5 separate regions of the Mus musculus genome follow, and all the other regions are linked to region 4. A link is a contact called in public HiChIP or PLAC-seq and promoter capture Hi-C data. All regions are on one chromosome and are shown on one strand. Each heading gives the region's core, a stretch centred on a gene start, on an enhancer-like site or on the middle of the called end of the contact. The rest is flanking DNA. Distances are from core to core; before and after follow the strand shown. Region 1 holds the start of Hspa4 (heat shock protein 4). Region 2 holds the start of Uqcrq (ubiquinol-cytochrome c reductase, complex III subunit VII). Region 3 holds the start of Slc22a4 (solute carrier family 22 (organic cation transporter), member 4). Region 4 holds the start of Rad50 (RAD50 double strand break repair protein). Region 5 holds the start of P4ha2 (procollagen-proline, 2-oxoglutarate 4-dioxygenase (proline 4-hydroxylase), alpha II polypeptide).

What was found. Promoter capture Hi-C pulls out the DNA fragments that hold promoters and counts their contacts. HiChIP or PLAC-seq counts read pairs in DNA pulled down with a chosen protein or histone mark.
Region 1: a contact with region 4 is called in an H3K27ac HiChIP or PLAC-seq map of extraembryonic endoderm stem cells. The contact joins the promoter of Hspa4 here to the promoter of Rad50 in region 4. A contact is called at or near these places in 2 of 39 promoter capture datasets (the C10 cell line and liver), 1 of 484 Hi-C or Micro-C datasets (CD8 T cells) and 7 of 115 datasets of contacts at active chromatin or transcription factors (the SCID.adh cell line, acute myeloid leukemia, effector CD8 T cells and 4 more).
Region 2: a promoter capture Hi-C map of neural stem cells shows a contact between it and region 4. The contact joins the promoter of Uqcrq here to the promoter of Rad50 in region 4. A contact is called at or near these places in 7 of 39 promoter capture datasets (3T3-L1-derived adipocytes, the SN4741 cell line, cranial neural crest and 4 more), 7 of 484 Hi-C or Micro-C datasets (B cells, CD4 T cells, embryonic stem cells and 4 more), 18 of 115 datasets of contacts at active chromatin or transcription factors (the 230-238 cell line, the NIH/3T3 cell line, the SCID.adh cell line and 15 more) and 4 of 9 other capture datasets (adipose tissue, liver, macrophages and 1 more).
Region 3: a contact with region 4 is called in an HNF4G HiChIP or PLAC-seq map of pancreatic cancer cells. The contact joins the promoter of Slc22a4 here to the promoter of Rad50 in region 4. A contact is called at or near these places in 2 of 115 datasets of contacts at active chromatin or transcription factors (bone marrow-derived macrophages and pancreatic cancer cells) and 1 of 9 other capture datasets (adipose tissue).
Region 5: a promoter capture Hi-C map of liver shows a contact between it and region 4, with 2.8 times the contacts expected there. The contact joins the promoter of P4ha2 here to the promoter of Rad50 in region 4. A contact is called at or near these places in 5 of 39 promoter capture datasets (embryonic stem cells, liver and stem cell-derived epiblast-like cells), 1 of 115 datasets of contacts at active chromatin or transcription factors (trophoblast stem cells) and 1 of 9 other capture datasets (adipose tissue).

Annotation. Positions count from the first base shown.
Region 1 is chr11:53,299,086-53,301,785 of GRCm38.p6, forward strand. It overlaps Hspa4 (heat shock protein 4), which reads right to left and starts at 1,394. Exons shown (of 19, transcript NM_008300.3): 1 at 975-1,394. The coding sequence starts at 1,081.
Region 2 is chr11:53,429,504-53,432,242 of GRCm38.p6, forward strand. It overlaps Uqcrq (ubiquinol-cytochrome c reductase, complex III subunit VII), which reads right to left and starts at 1,328. Exons shown (of 2, transcript NM_025352.3): 1 at 1,033-1,328. The coding sequence starts at 1,186. It also overlaps a transcript of Gdf9 not described here.
Region 3 is chr11:54,026,722-54,029,423 of GRCm38.p6, forward strand. It overlaps Slc22a4 (solute carrier family 22 (organic cation transporter), member 4), which reads right to left and starts at 1,383. Exons shown (of 10, transcript NM_019687.4): 1 at 863-1,383. The coding sequence starts at 1,255.
Region 4 is chr11:53,705,990-53,708,801 of GRCm38.p6, forward strand. Rad50 (RAD50 double strand break repair protein) reads right to left here and starts at 1,330. Exons shown (of 25, transcript NM_009012.2): 1 at 938-1,330; 2 at 1-79. The coding sequence starts at 1,066.
Region 5 is chr11:54,099,553-54,102,339 of GRCm38.p6, forward strand. P4ha2 (procollagen-proline, 2-oxoglutarate 4-dioxygenase (proline 4-hydroxylase), alpha II polypeptide) reads left to right here and starts at 1,372. Exons shown (of 16, transcript NM_001136076.2): 1 at 1,372-1,488; 2 at 1,968-2,095.

The DNA of each region.
Region 1 (2,700 bases), core at 144-2,643, 410 kb before region 4:
AACCAGGCTGGCCTCGAACTCACTGCAGCCTGCCTCTGCCTCCCTGCGAGAGCTGGGATTAAAGGCCTGTGCCACCAGCGCCAGATAAATAAAATTTTAACGCACCTGTAATACCAGATTCTAGCAGACAGAAGCAGAATGAAAATTTTAGGTCATCCTGGGCTAAATGTGGGGGAAAAAATCCTACATATATCTAAAAAGTAGACTCCCTTTTACTCCAGCAAGCTCTGAGTGAGTCTTTTTTTTTTTTTTTTTTTTTTTTGCAGATTTGTCTATACTGGTCCCATAACTTCATGTAAGTTCTAGAAGTCAAACAGAGCCCTTGAGTCATGCATTAACAATTGTGGCAACCTTCCGGCTGGAATTCATTAGCATGAAAAACTAACGCTGTTAAGGAATAGGTGAGCAGCCTGGGTAAGGAATGACCCAACCTAACTCAATATCCAAAAACGAATGAAGGGAGTTAAAACGCTATCAAGAAAAGCATGGACTTTATTCAGGGCCTGCCGTGGGTACTCAGACTCCACATCTTCCGGGCGCCACCCCGCCCCCACTCACGTGGGACTCAGAGCGCTTCCCAGTCCCGAGGCCACAATCTTGCAAGTTAACTTTTATTAAATGCTCGCCGTGGGCCGAGTTTGAACCTCTATTGGATTCGACGAGCTCAGCAAGCCCTGGACCTCGTTTCAGACCGAACCACCCAAACCCTCCCCCCCCCCAAAAAAGGAGGTGAGAGCGGTCGGTCCATCCCACGGTCTCAGGCCCGCCTTCTCTTTCAGTTCCTGCTCCTGCCCTCCGCCGATCAGAGTACCGGCTCAAAGCCTTCGTTTGGCCCGCGCGAAAGGGCCTCGTGCCTGGCGCAGGCCCAGGATCCGAAGCAGGTGGCAGCCGCGGGCGACCCGGCACTCGGCGGGGGTCTCCTGCGGACCCTCGCCCGGAAAGCGAGGCGACCCCGCCAGCCAAGCCCCACTTACGGCGTGCAGCGGTCGCTATACTCGTTAGCGATCGTCTCGATGCCGCCGGCGCGGGCCACAGCGACATAGCAGCTCTGAAAGCCCAGGTCTATGCCCACCACCGACATGGCGCCGGCTACTGCTCCGGCTCGGGCCCAGGGCCGGCCGCCGACACTGCACACGGAACCCGGCGGGGTTGGCGCGTGGAAGAGGGCGAGCCGCGTGGGCCGGTGGAGCGCCGCGGCTGGGCGGGCGAAGCCGGACGACCGTCCGCTAGGAGGCTTGGGGCTTGGAGAAAGACGGGGGCCTCTACCGCTCGGGCCGCGGCTCCGGCTCCACGGCCGCAGAGGAGGCGCCGGTCGCGGAGGCGGAGAAGATCTCGAAGGCTCTCGTTGCAACAGGAGCAAGGTTGCAGCGCGAGAACTGCGCTGAAACGAAACGTTCTCGCGAGACCCCGGCTCAGACGCTTTTCCTCCCAAGGCTCCTCCCGTCTGACGAAGTCTGGCGTCACGTCCTGGCACAGGAACCGTGAAAGGAAGTGGGGGGACGGAAGCGGTCCGACGCGAAGTGGGCCACTGAGCCTGCGCGGAGAAGCCCCCCACAATCCTCCCTGAGCTGCAGGGCGCCTCCCATCCAGAAGTCAGGCGAGCGGGAGTGAGACAGTTCTTCGGGGAGCTGCATTGAACCCACTTCCGCCGTGCTCGTCACCGCGGAGGGACTTCCGGCAGTGACTTTGCAGGCTCTCTGCAGGGTTTTTTTTTTTTTTTTTAAGGCCCCACAGTGAACTCGAGTTAATCCTGCTAAGGGCGCTAAGGGTTTCAGCTCGGCTCTACGTAAAACTCAGTATTAAAACCAAGCGCTAACTAAAAGAATCCGAAGCCACGCTTCCACCTACTTTTAACCACTCACTTCCCGTGATCAGACGAGGGACCTTTCAGTCCTAGGTGTTTTCCCTGAGCTGGACACAAGGGTCCAAATCACATGCTCCGTGGAGTGGGAGGTCTAAGACCAGTGTCACGTTTATGTGAATGCTAACACATTATTATATAGAGTAGGTGGGGAGGGGACAGAATGTCCTGCAGGACAGTCCTCAAGGATGACCTTGAAATTCGGAAGCTCTTTTCTCCTTAGTGCTGGGACCCACTTACAGCCATGCCCCCACCCTGCGTTAAACTAAAGAATCTGAAACTATAGTGACCACTACGTTAGCCAGTTGCGGAAAGCTGGAGGGGAACCAGCTTCAACGCGTTTCTGATTATTACCAACCCAGAGTGCAGGAGGAAGATCCTAAGTTTCCCGGTTTCTGGCTGTTTTGTGGCTGAGGATATAGAGTACAGTGCTAGAACACTTGCAGGCTCAGGGCCTTGGACTGGATCCCCAACACCACAAAACTGAAAGGATTTTTAAATTTCACTTATTTGTCACCTCTTGTTCATAGGTGCCTAACGGTGTCCAACACAGTAAACCGTGCGGGAGAGATGGCTCCACAGTTAATACGTGCTGTGAAACCATACAGACTGGGGTTTGAATCCCAATCTCGATCTGTCATCGAGAACCTAGCAGGACAAAGACAAGAGGTTAACTGGAGGGGCTCCCTGACTAGCAGCCTAGTCCAAAAACTAGAGCTCCAGTTTCAGAGAGAGACCCTGCCTCCAAAAACTACATCAGAGAGCAACAGGGGATATCTGTTCTCCCTCAAGCCTCTGTGCAGCACATGGCCGCCCTCACAGAACATGGCCGCCCTCAC
Region 2 (2,739 bases), core at 78-2,577, 280 kb before region 4:
GTCAGTCCATGTCCTCCTTTCTGACTTTCAACCAATTCTGCCTGTCCTTCTACTGTCCCTAGCTTCAACTGTTTGTTTGGTTTTGGAGAAAGGGTTTCTTTCTCTGTGTAAGCCTGGCTGTCCATGAACTCAGGGATCTGCCTGCCTCTGCCTCCTAAGCACTGGGATTAAAGGCATGCGTGCGTGCTGTGGCTCAGGGCATACCGAGGTGACTAAGGGAGTAAGAGAATGGCAAATCCCTCAGGACTTAAGTCACAGATGATTGTAAGCCACCATATGGGTGCTAGGAATGGAATCTGGATCTTCTGAAAGAGCAGGAAAGATGTTGAACCATCCCCAGCCCTAAGTTTCTGTTGCTGTATTAAGACAAGCTCACAGTATAAGGCCCTTGCTGGTCTAGAACTCCCTCAAAACTACATAGATCCACCTGCTTCTGTCTCAGGATTGCTGGGGATTAAATGTAGACACCATTATGACCAGAAACTACTTTTAATAAGAGGTTCAAAATGGTTATAGTACACAACCATTTTATAAGCAACCAAAACAAAGATATCAGCCCAGGAAGATGTGGCCTTCGCTTTCCTAGTTAACACCAAATTAAAAAAAAAAAAATCACGGAATTTACCTAACATAATCTTCACCATTTTAAAAAGTACTGTTGTGCTGGCGCATGCCTACAATTCCAGCCAACAGTCCCGAGGAGAGGGCAGTAAAATCTCAAGTTTAAGGCCAGCCTGGCTTCTACAGCAAGATCGGGCCTCAACCTCTCCATCAAATTTAAGTGCACCTTCACGGATATTCACAATGCCATGAAACCGACAGCAAAATCGGCCGCACATCTAACACAAGACACTGATTGCATCAGCCTTTCATCACAGATAGTGGCCAGCGATGACCTCAGAGGGAGCCGTTGGAGTCACCCAAGTGACCTTAGGCCAGTCATTTCGATATGATAAGAACTCCTCCACGTCTGCCCCGCGAGGGCGTCGGAAGGAGAGGTGCGCGGCTGTACCCCGCCCGCCCCGCACTCACGCGGCGCCACGCGCAGGATGCGCTCGCGAGTGCGGCGCAGCACGTTGGGGATGCCTTTGCTGAAATAGCTTGGGAAGGCGCGCTGCTCAAAGGGCGACAAGCTGTAGGAGATCACGTGCCGTATCCGCGCCAGGTTCCCAAACTCGCGGCCCATGGTGACGGCGGCCCTGGGACAGAAGATAGACGCGTGGCTCAGTCTCGCGAAAAACCTCCCACGGCCTAACACCGACCCCCAGGATCGGTCACCTCTACCTCCAGAGCTCTGAGCCGGCTTTCGCCCGTCACTTCCGGGAGGAGCGGAAGCCGAGCCTAGAGAACGTGAAGTCATTTCCGGGAACTACCATTTTCTTTCGATCTCAAGGGGGAGACTCAAAAAAAAAATTGTCAGTTGACCTGAGTGGGCGTGGCCTGACCTTCGTGTAGCCGGAAAGGACCAGTACCAAGAGGGCTGGGCGGAGCTTAGAGGCGCTTCTAGCGACACGTGGGTGGGGCTTATAGAGGTGCTTGTGGGCTTACGGTAAGTAGTGAACGCACGGGAGAGGTTGATGTTGCCAAGGGGCGGGGCTTGAAGAGGAATGGTGGCTTGGTGGGAGGGGTGCCAAGCAAGTGGGCGGGGCTTATTAGCCACCCTGGGGATCTTAGGTGGATACGTCCGTAAGGTCCCCCGTCGAGAGGTGCACGGGGCGGGGCCTATAGGTGCATGGGGCGCGGATTAGGGTGATGGGCGTGGCTTAGGAGCACCTGGGTGTTCCAAGAGGCGGTCCTTTCCGCTCAGTACCAGGCCTTTGCATAACAGCCGGCAGCTGCTCAAAAATTAAAAAGAAAAAACAAAAAGACTTGTTCTCCTCGTTCTTCTGCTGTCCCTTACTCTCCACCAGGTATATGTGGTCCTCATAACCAAAAGGGCCTTCACTGACCACAGTACAAAATTAAGGACACGGATCTAGAGCTTTGGTACACACTGCCTAGCAAGCCACTGGCAGGCTGTAGACTTGTCCAAGATGTGACATAAACGTTTCTCCCAGTTCAGCCACGAACGAGTGTGGCAGTTGTCAGACGCACATAGTGGTGATGGGAGCCAAGGAGAAAGTGGTGGGTTTGGGCTGAGTGTGTCATCAAACCCAGACCCCACTCTCTAAGGAACTGTTATGTTTTCTCTAAAGTGCATTCATTCTCCTAGCTAATATTATCCTGTGGGACTCACCGCCCTTTCTCCTCCTCTCAGTGGCTGTAAATGGGTTAACTGGCTGTAAATAATCTGGCAATCAAACTGGGGCAGTTTGGCGGTGAGCTTCAGTTTTGCAAGAGTACTTCAGCCTTATCTATCTGGTGCTGGGCAAACTGATTTTTTTTTTATCCTGTGTCATTAGTGTGTTTTGACTTTCTCCCAAGAGATAGTCTCCTTCCAAGGGGTGCTAGATAGCCTTTCATGGTGCACCTGCACATTCTCCCCCCCACCTCCACCCTGCCCCCATTTTCCTTAAACATTATCTAGCTTGATCTCACCTCCAAGGCCGGGACACAAATACTTTAATCAAGGACTAAAACACTGTCCTGATTTCTGCCATCTGGGTGGTTGGTTAAAGAATAAATACGATGTCTATTTAATTGCATTTGCTGATGTCTCAAGATTTTTCAACCAAAGTATAGTCAAGTGAATTGTAGACCAAAACAAGGGCATCAGGATATTGTACTGTCACTACATTT
Region 3 (2,702 bases), core at 133-2,632, 320 kb after region 4:
TAAGAAATTGAGGCTGTTGTTCCCAGAGATCTCATTGGGAGGAACCTAGTTGGTTTTTTGTTTAACCAGCCTAGGGAAAAAAAAAGACAGACCAGAAGCAGCAATGGTGGGAAGGCAGATTTTCTACCAGCTTGACCAACAGCAGGTAATCAGTTCTGGGTGATGCTCTTGCCAGAAACAGTGCTTGTCTTATCTGTTATGACCTGGTCCTCAGCAAATACGCAGCAGGAAACTAAGAGGGAGTAGTAGGTCCACATTCAGACTCTGGTGACTTGGGGAACCTATTCCCTGATCACTTAGAGGTAAGGCAGTGGGCTCAGCTGGAGCCTTGATCACCAGCTTACACTTCCCTCAGAAGTACGGGTCTTTCCTTGAGTGTCCAAAGGCCAGGTTCTAGTTTTGACTCCTTACATCCAACCAGTGTCAAGGAAGGGGCTGCTGCCTCTTTTTCGAGAAAGTGGGGGCCTCGACATAGAGGCCCTTCTGTCTCAAGACCCTTCCTTGTGTCCATCAACAGACCACTGTAGCCATTCTCTGTAGCAAGGAAATAGCTATGACTATAAATCAAGACAGTCTGGTTTGGCCTGCCCAGGGAAGCACCAGGGCTCTTGGGAAACTCTGTTGTGAAACTCAGAAAGGAAAAGGCAGTTGATGACAACACTCTCTTTTTTTCATCCCCTCCATGCCACACAGAAATTCATCAGCTCTGAGTGTGCGCTGAGAATACACTCACAACCCCACTCTGTGCCTGGAAGTTTTGAGACAGTAGGTGACACTGACCCAGGCACTGTCAGGGGCTGTTGGGGGCACGGATGCAACGGAGTCTCCATTCCCAATGTCCAGCTCCAGCACTACCACCTACCTCTGTCACGATGGTGGACAGGAAGATGTCCTTGTCGTACTCCCAGCCATCCAGGCAGCTCTCCTGCTCCAGCTGCTCCAGATCCACGTCCTGTCCTGGCTCCAGCCCCATCGCAGAGAAGTTGGCGATGGTGGCCAGTCGGTAGCGGCGGCAGCTCTGAGGCACCTGTCGTCCGTCCTTCGTCTCCAAGGGGATGCTGTGGTTGCGCCAGGAGCTGCTCAGGTTCACAGTGTCAGGAACCAGGCAACGGTGCTCGGGGGTCCCCGCCAGGAACACGACTGACATACCATTGAAGCCATTGGGGATGATGCTGGCGCTGAGCAGAAAGAAGATGAGGCGCTGGAAGGGCCCCCACTCGCCCAGGAAGGCGATCACCTCGTCGTAGTCCCGCATGTTTCCACCTCTCCTCCTCAGCTTGCGTGAGGGAGGTGGGTGGAGAGAAAGGATTCAGCGATTGCGGCGCGCTGAGGGGATCTTCCTAGGTGGCTGCGTGCAAACACGCCGTGGGTGCTGCAAAACTCCCAGGGGTTGGCGCGGAGCGCCGGGAAGCCGAGTCCTCTGGACCACACCCCCGTGCGGCTAGGCAGCGAAAGGCCACTGCACTCCACCGATCTGGGCGGAGCTCTCGGGCCGGCTCAGCCTCCTGCTCCGTTCCTTGCACCCAGCGGCCTTCCACGCAGGCCTCCCGCCCGGAATCGGCCGGACAACGCGCGTGCAGCTAGGAGCTCCGGCTTTCTCGGCCCCACGTGGGAGGGAGAGCGACAGGGAGGAGCGTCCCGAAAGCCAGGCCTAGCCCGGAGCAGGAGTTCGTTGCTCCACAATCCCAGCCTGGATTATGAGCAGGCGGACCGGTCAGTTAATCAAGTCTGCGCTCCCAAGAGACCTGTGTGGGGGACAGGAGCGCCACCTCTTCACACACACCAGCGTGGGAACTCACTTATGAACCTTAGCATGGCCGTAGTCCATCACGGGACGGCGGCGGCCCGAGAAGCGTCCTTGGAAAAGCAGGATCCTCACCTTGCAAAGAGGCGACTGTGGACCTGGAGCCAGAAAAGGATGTGCGAGGTCATGCTGAGTCAGAGGCGCGCCCTGGATTAGAAGGGCTGGATCACGGGCCCCTGAGTCGTTCTAGTGTCCTTTCGAAAGATTCCCTGTGGCCTTTATAGAGACACCAGAGGGAAGTCGGCCCACTGAGGGAGCATAGAGGAGTCACCACGCCTGGGCTCGGTGTTTGTCCTTTTGCACTCTCGGGGCACCCGGAGTCCTTTATTGCGGCACGGTGCCAAAGCCTTCTTGGACTGAAAGGCTATTTGCAGAAAGGCCCATTCTAGTCTAGGAACAGAGGGAGGAAGGGACAGAGAGAGGACAAACTGGTGAGATTTGGCCCTCAGAACTGGCAGGGTAACCAAAAGCGGGATTGCCTTTTTTCTCTCTCTGCTCAGTATTCACATCTAAGGTCCTGGGCACAGTGTACAAGCTAGCCCAAGCTAGAGCTGGGCTCCCCTAGCCTGGGATCCACAGGCCTGGAGAGACTGTAAGGCTGAGTAGCCCAACACTTTGCACAAACCGGGTTGTCTCATCAGACTCTGGCAAGGAACTGAAGGAGACTTCTGCTTTTTTCTTTGTTTTTGTTAGTTTCCCCCATGAGTCCTACTGTTAGGCTGACTTCCCACCAGTAACTTACATTTCTTTTCCTGTCATTTAAGCCGCATCTCCTAGTATGCCAGGACACTAGCTTTTTACTTTTGTTCGTTTGAGACAGGGTCTTCGGATGTAGCCCTGGCTGTCCTGGAACTTGCTATGTAGACCTGGCTGGTCTTGACTCACAGAGCTAGCTCTG
Region 4 (2,812 bases), core at 80-2,579:
GATCATGAACAAATGTATTTCCTTTGGTTCCAGGAGGGAAATCTCCAGTACAAATATACTTTAGACATTCAATGATGGTCTAAAAAAAGAGCAAGTTGTGTGTTATTTAGTGATGAGAACCACAGTAGTTTATGACAAATATTCATTCACAGCCAGGTGTGGAGGTGTGTATCTACAATTCTAGCATTTGGTGGACAAGAAGATCAGGTCAGCCTAAGCTATGTGGGATGCTGTGTCCAAAATAAATAAATTAAATAATAGCAAAAAATATGTATACATGTAGCTAGTGATTATAAGCGCTTTATTATGTCTTCCTTCCAGGAGATCAAGGCTAAGAACAGACCTGGTACAATGTCAAGTAACATTTCCACATAAAAGTCCACCTCCTGACATTCAACATCCAAGTTGGTATTTCTGGCTATCTTGCAACTTATTGTGTAGATCAAACTGGCCTCAAACTCATAGAAATGGGCATGTCTCTGCCAATCTAGGATTAAACGAGTGTGTCACAACGCATTGCCCAAATCTTCAGAAGTAATAAAATAATTTTCCAGCGTTAGGGCTACTCTATCAGCTTCATGTCCACAATAAGTCTTTTTTTTTCCATCGTTATGTTTTACCAGTAGACATGTTTTGCAACTCTAGGTTACCTATCTCTCATATTTAAAAAAAAAGCTTTTTGGAGGGGCTTTTGGGAGGTCCCAGTTGGGCACAGGTAGGTGGCGAGAGTCTGCTACGCTTCCGGAACTAGGGGGCGGGGCTGGGAAGCAGGGGCGCAGCCGGCCTTCCCCGGGAACGAGATGCCAGAGCGGAGCGCACGCGTGGGCTTCCGACACTCCGAGTTGCTGGGCCGGACCGGCTCTGAGGTCCCCGAGGCCCACGCAGCGCGCAGGGCGACGCCCTAAACACCTTCTGGGGCCCTCGCCTCAGGACTTACCGTCTTCCCCGCCCCATTGGGTCCAACCAAAATTGTGAGGGGGCTGAAGAAAGAGATAATCTGCTTATCTTTATCCTCTATCCCAAAACTTCGCACGCCCAGAATGCTCATCTTTTCGATCCGGGACATGTTTGCACCACGTTCCTTTACTCAGTGCCAGGGGCGAGTTTTAACCTCAAGGCGGAAGCTGGGCAAGCCGGGAAGGAACGCCGCGAGAGGACCCAAAAGTTCCGAACACGCGCTGCGAGCAGGAGCTCCGGTGGCGAGAGCACTTCCGGCCCCGCGGGCTTCGGTTTCCCGGGAGGGCGCGGGCCGGTTAGGGTCTGCACAGCCCAGAAAAGCCAAGCGAGCCAGCAACCGTAAGCTCGCACATTCCCGCCTCGCACGACCTGGGGTCACGTGGGGGCGGGCGCGTACTTGTCCACGCCTCTCGCACGCCCGGGGCATGCCGGGAAGTGGGAGTCCTAAGCAACACGAGCAGGACGAGTAGCTGTTGTCTTTTAGAAGTTGGGCAGGGAGGCAGCTGCCACCTATCACTGTTTGCTTTGACGTTTTGAGATCGGGTCTAGCTCTGTAGGCTCGAACTTGCGATTCTCCTGCCTCAGTCTTCCAAGCGTCGCTATTACAGAGCCTCCTAGCCCATCTTAAGTAGCGAAGACCATACTTTACGTCCACATTTGGATCCCTGGACCGCATGGGTAGGCTGGGGTGCAGTCGGAGACCCCAGTTAGTGGTTTGTTAATGACATCTACTGTACGGACAGTACTGTTTAACAGCGTTTTTCACTGTCACTTTTTATTATTATTATTATTTTTTTTTTTTTTTTTGGTTTTTCACTTTATAGTGGCGAGTAGTTTCTCTTGATCACGTGACTGTGGTGCTGCCATTACAATAGACTGCACTCTTGTATATATTTTTCCTTTAGAATAAATCAGTTTTCATTTCTACTAAGCTGTAAATGTTGCTAGTTAATGCTTACATAGGCTTGTGTTGAGATCCTTGCAGAGCTAATGGTTTTGTGAGCTGGAGAGGTGGCTCAGTGGTTAAGAGCACTTGCTCTTGCAGATTGTCGGGGTTCAATTCCCAGCACCCACATGGTGGCCCCAACCATCTGTAATTCCAGTTCCAGGGGATCTAACACCCTCTTCTGACCTCCCTGAGTTCCAGGCATAGACATGCTGTAATACATGCAGGCAATACACAAAGTATATATGTGTGTGTAGGCTTTTTTTAAAGTTTTGCCACTGAACTATTAGTAACATATACAATGCCTCCACCCTCAGCAGTATTTAAAAGTGCAAAAGGAGTTTAAGACCAAAAGTTTGTGGACCCAAAACCAGATGCTGTTCCAAGACAGGGTTCTTATAAGTAGGAAGAAAGTCCGCTCCTGTCAACAAGGTCACAAGGTAGGAATTAGGTAGAAAGGGGCTGGCTATGGAGGCTCAAACCTGTAATTCCTGCACTCAGGTGAGTGACTGAGGCAGGAGGATGCCTTTCACTGTTAAGTGTGGACTAAGAGTGAGACCCTGTCTCATACAAAAATAAAAGGCTGGCCTGGCGTGCCCAGCCCTGATTCATAGATCAACAGCACAACTCTTGGACCTAGGCTCACAGAACATGTCAGAAGAGGGGGTGAAGAGATTGTAAGAACCAGAGGTCCAGGAAACCTGTGAGATTGTGTCTCCTAGAAATGACAGAAAATTTCACACATGATACCATAGCAATATGGCTGCCTAAACAAGACCTGAACAAGGACAGCATCAGTAGACATGCTGACATGGAAAGGGAGCCCATAGAGAACTACAATGGAATTAACTGCTGAGAAGAGAAGAGGTGGTCTTTTCTGGGGAGGAGTTGGTTATCCAATACCAAGTG
Region 5 (2,787 bases), core at 122-2,621, 390 kb after region 4:
GGAGGCCTGGTGGAGTGTGGGGTTGTGTGGGGGTGTGGGGACATCCTCTTGGAGACAGGGGACAAGAAATGGGATGAGGAACTGTTGGCGGTGAGAATGGATGGGGGATAACAACTGGACTGTAAAAAAAAAAAAGATTAAAGATAATTTAAAAAAAAATAAAAAAGAGCATACACCATGTAAGGGTGATTTAACAACGGTAAAGCAATAAACATAATACAGTAACTGTTGGGGGCTGTTGTGGAGCTAGAAGGTCTGAGAGATAGGCCAAGAAGATGGACTTTGCTTGCTTGGTTGGCCAAGGAGAGATGCACAGTGGGTGGTAGAGTGGGGTGAGGGTTATGTTTCCATAGCCATGGATTGAAGGTATTTATAGGCCAATGGGAAAGATCCTGTGGAGAGGGGGAGGAGGAGGAGGAGGAGGAGGAGGAGGAGGAGGAGGAGGAGGAGGAGGAGGAGGAGGACCACTCCGGACAGAGAAGTGGGCGGGCATGGGGAGGATCTGAGGATCTGGGCAAACTGTACTTTCTGTGGCATAGCAGATGCAGAAAGGTTTGTGCATGGTTTCAACTGGGCTCTTGGCTGGTAGCTGCCACAGACACGGACAAGTGGCCAGGTAGTATTTTCTGAGTTGTTTCTGTGTGTCTGTCTTTCCTAGTCTGGGCCGTCTGCCTGGTCCATGCCATTATAGGGAAATCCACACCAAACTCCAGGCACAGTCCCACAGGCCGGGCATCTCCGTTCTGGGCTCTGCTCCCTGATGAGATTCTCAGACTGCTTCCCCTCATTCATGGAGAAGCAAGCTTACAGGGCAGGCGTGGGAACCTGCTCAGCTGCCAGAGCATCCTTCAGTTCAGATCGAGGTCGGTTGCTTCCCTGTCTTCTTGACTGTGTGTGTCTCAGACAGAGCTGGTTGAGGTGTCCAATCTCATTGGCCTGTGTTATAAGCCATAGGTTGGCCCTAGGATGAGATGCTCCAGGCTACGCCAACTTCTCACATTTACAGAAGAGCCGAAGCCTGGCTAGCCTGAGCCCCTCAGAGAAGCAGTTAGGCTTTGGAGATGGGTCATCTGGAGAGATGAGGTGCGCTGACATCTCAGACCCTTGTCTTTTCCCTCCCTCCACTCCCCTCCCAGGATACTCAATTCCCGATCTTAGTGACGCCAGCCTCCTGCAATTTGCCGGTGGTAATGGATGTGGGGGTGGTGGGACCACAGAGGGCTGGAGCAGGCTGGGATGGGGGCGCCGCCCCTGGTGCCGGTCCCACGCGGCGCAAGGAGGTGTGCATCGCATACGTGCAGCGCGTGGCGGCTCGGGCCTTCCCGAAGGCTCCAGTGGCTCGGAGCCAGGCCCGGGCGGGCCCGGGGGGCGGGAGGTGGGGACGTGGCGGAGGCTCAAGCGGGCGGAGACTGTGACGAGGGCGGAGCCGAGAGCGCCGGGGCGACGCCGCGGGAGGTTCTGGAAACGCCGGCTTCTGCGCGTGTTCAGGTGAGCGCGGGTCCGCAGGGTCGTCGCCGGGCTGGGCTCGGGTCCCGGTGGCCGGGCGGTGCGTTCTGCTCTGCGCGGAGCCGGGAGCTGGATCCGGGGTCCCTCAGCCCCGTGCCCCGCGTCCGGCGCCCTGATTCTGCACCCGCCTGGGTTCCTGTCCCGCCCGCGTCCCTTCCCAGGGTTAGGGCGGTGAGGTCAGCGGTGCCCTTCCTGCCGGTACTGTTAGGCCGGGCCGGACAGGACACTTGGCGGGCTCCCGGGAAGGGGCGACCTGACCCCGGGGTCGCCCCCCGATCTAAGGCGGAGGCGCCCGCCTGGCCCCGAAGGCGGCGCTGCTTAGGATGAGGAAGACCCCTGGCTCCCAACCCTGGCAAGGACCAGCTTGGTCGCTGCCAGTTTTATGGGCTCTTAAATCAGAAACTCTCCTCCTATCTGTCAGAAGACATCCTTGTCGAACCTCTGATGTTTTCCCTGAGCAGTTTCAGAGACCGGTGGCGATTGGCTGACTGATTCAACAAATAGAGCATTCTCTGTGCCTGGAGACTTTCAAGGACTGAGGCAGGCAGAAGGGAAGACTCAGAAAGTTCAGGTCCAGAGCATCAGCAAGGTAAGTACTGAGTTAGTGTGGAGTTTGGGCTGTGTGGACTTGGTAGATGTCTGGATGCTTCCGGGCAGGAGACATGGGCTGGGGTGGGAGGCTCCGGTAAACTGGATTGGTCACTTAGGAACCTGGACTGAGGAATCACCCTGAGTGGCCGCAAGCTTGGGCCAGTATCACGTCTGTGGTACAGTAGTGGAATCAAGGTAACGGAAAAGGGCCGCTTTAGGGAATAGCTGTCCAAGGGCCCCACCCACAAGCAGTGAGAGATCTGCATGAGGAAAGTCCACTGAGCCCTTGCAAGGTGAGCATGGGTCTGGGTACTTCTGTCGCAGGATTTTACTGGGAAGTACAGGTGGGTCTTCCTGTCATCTGTATTCTAATGTGTCATTTACTATGCTGAAGGAGATCATTGAATTGCCCCCTACAGCAACTCTGCTGTGCTCTCAACGCGCTAAGGAGTCTCAGTACAAGAGAATCATTGGGGAAAGGCCTCCAGCCAACTCACTCCATCCTTGCGACGTGGCTTCCCTGACTGGGCCACACAGTGGATCCTTACCCTGAAGAATGACACTTTAAGGATTTTGCTTCTTAATGCAGGCCATCTCGTTACTGACACCTTATCCCTCCTGATGGAAGAGCTTCCTGGAACTAAGAGCAGGGTCCCAGTGCACCACTTTGTAGCTTCTGACATCCTCAAA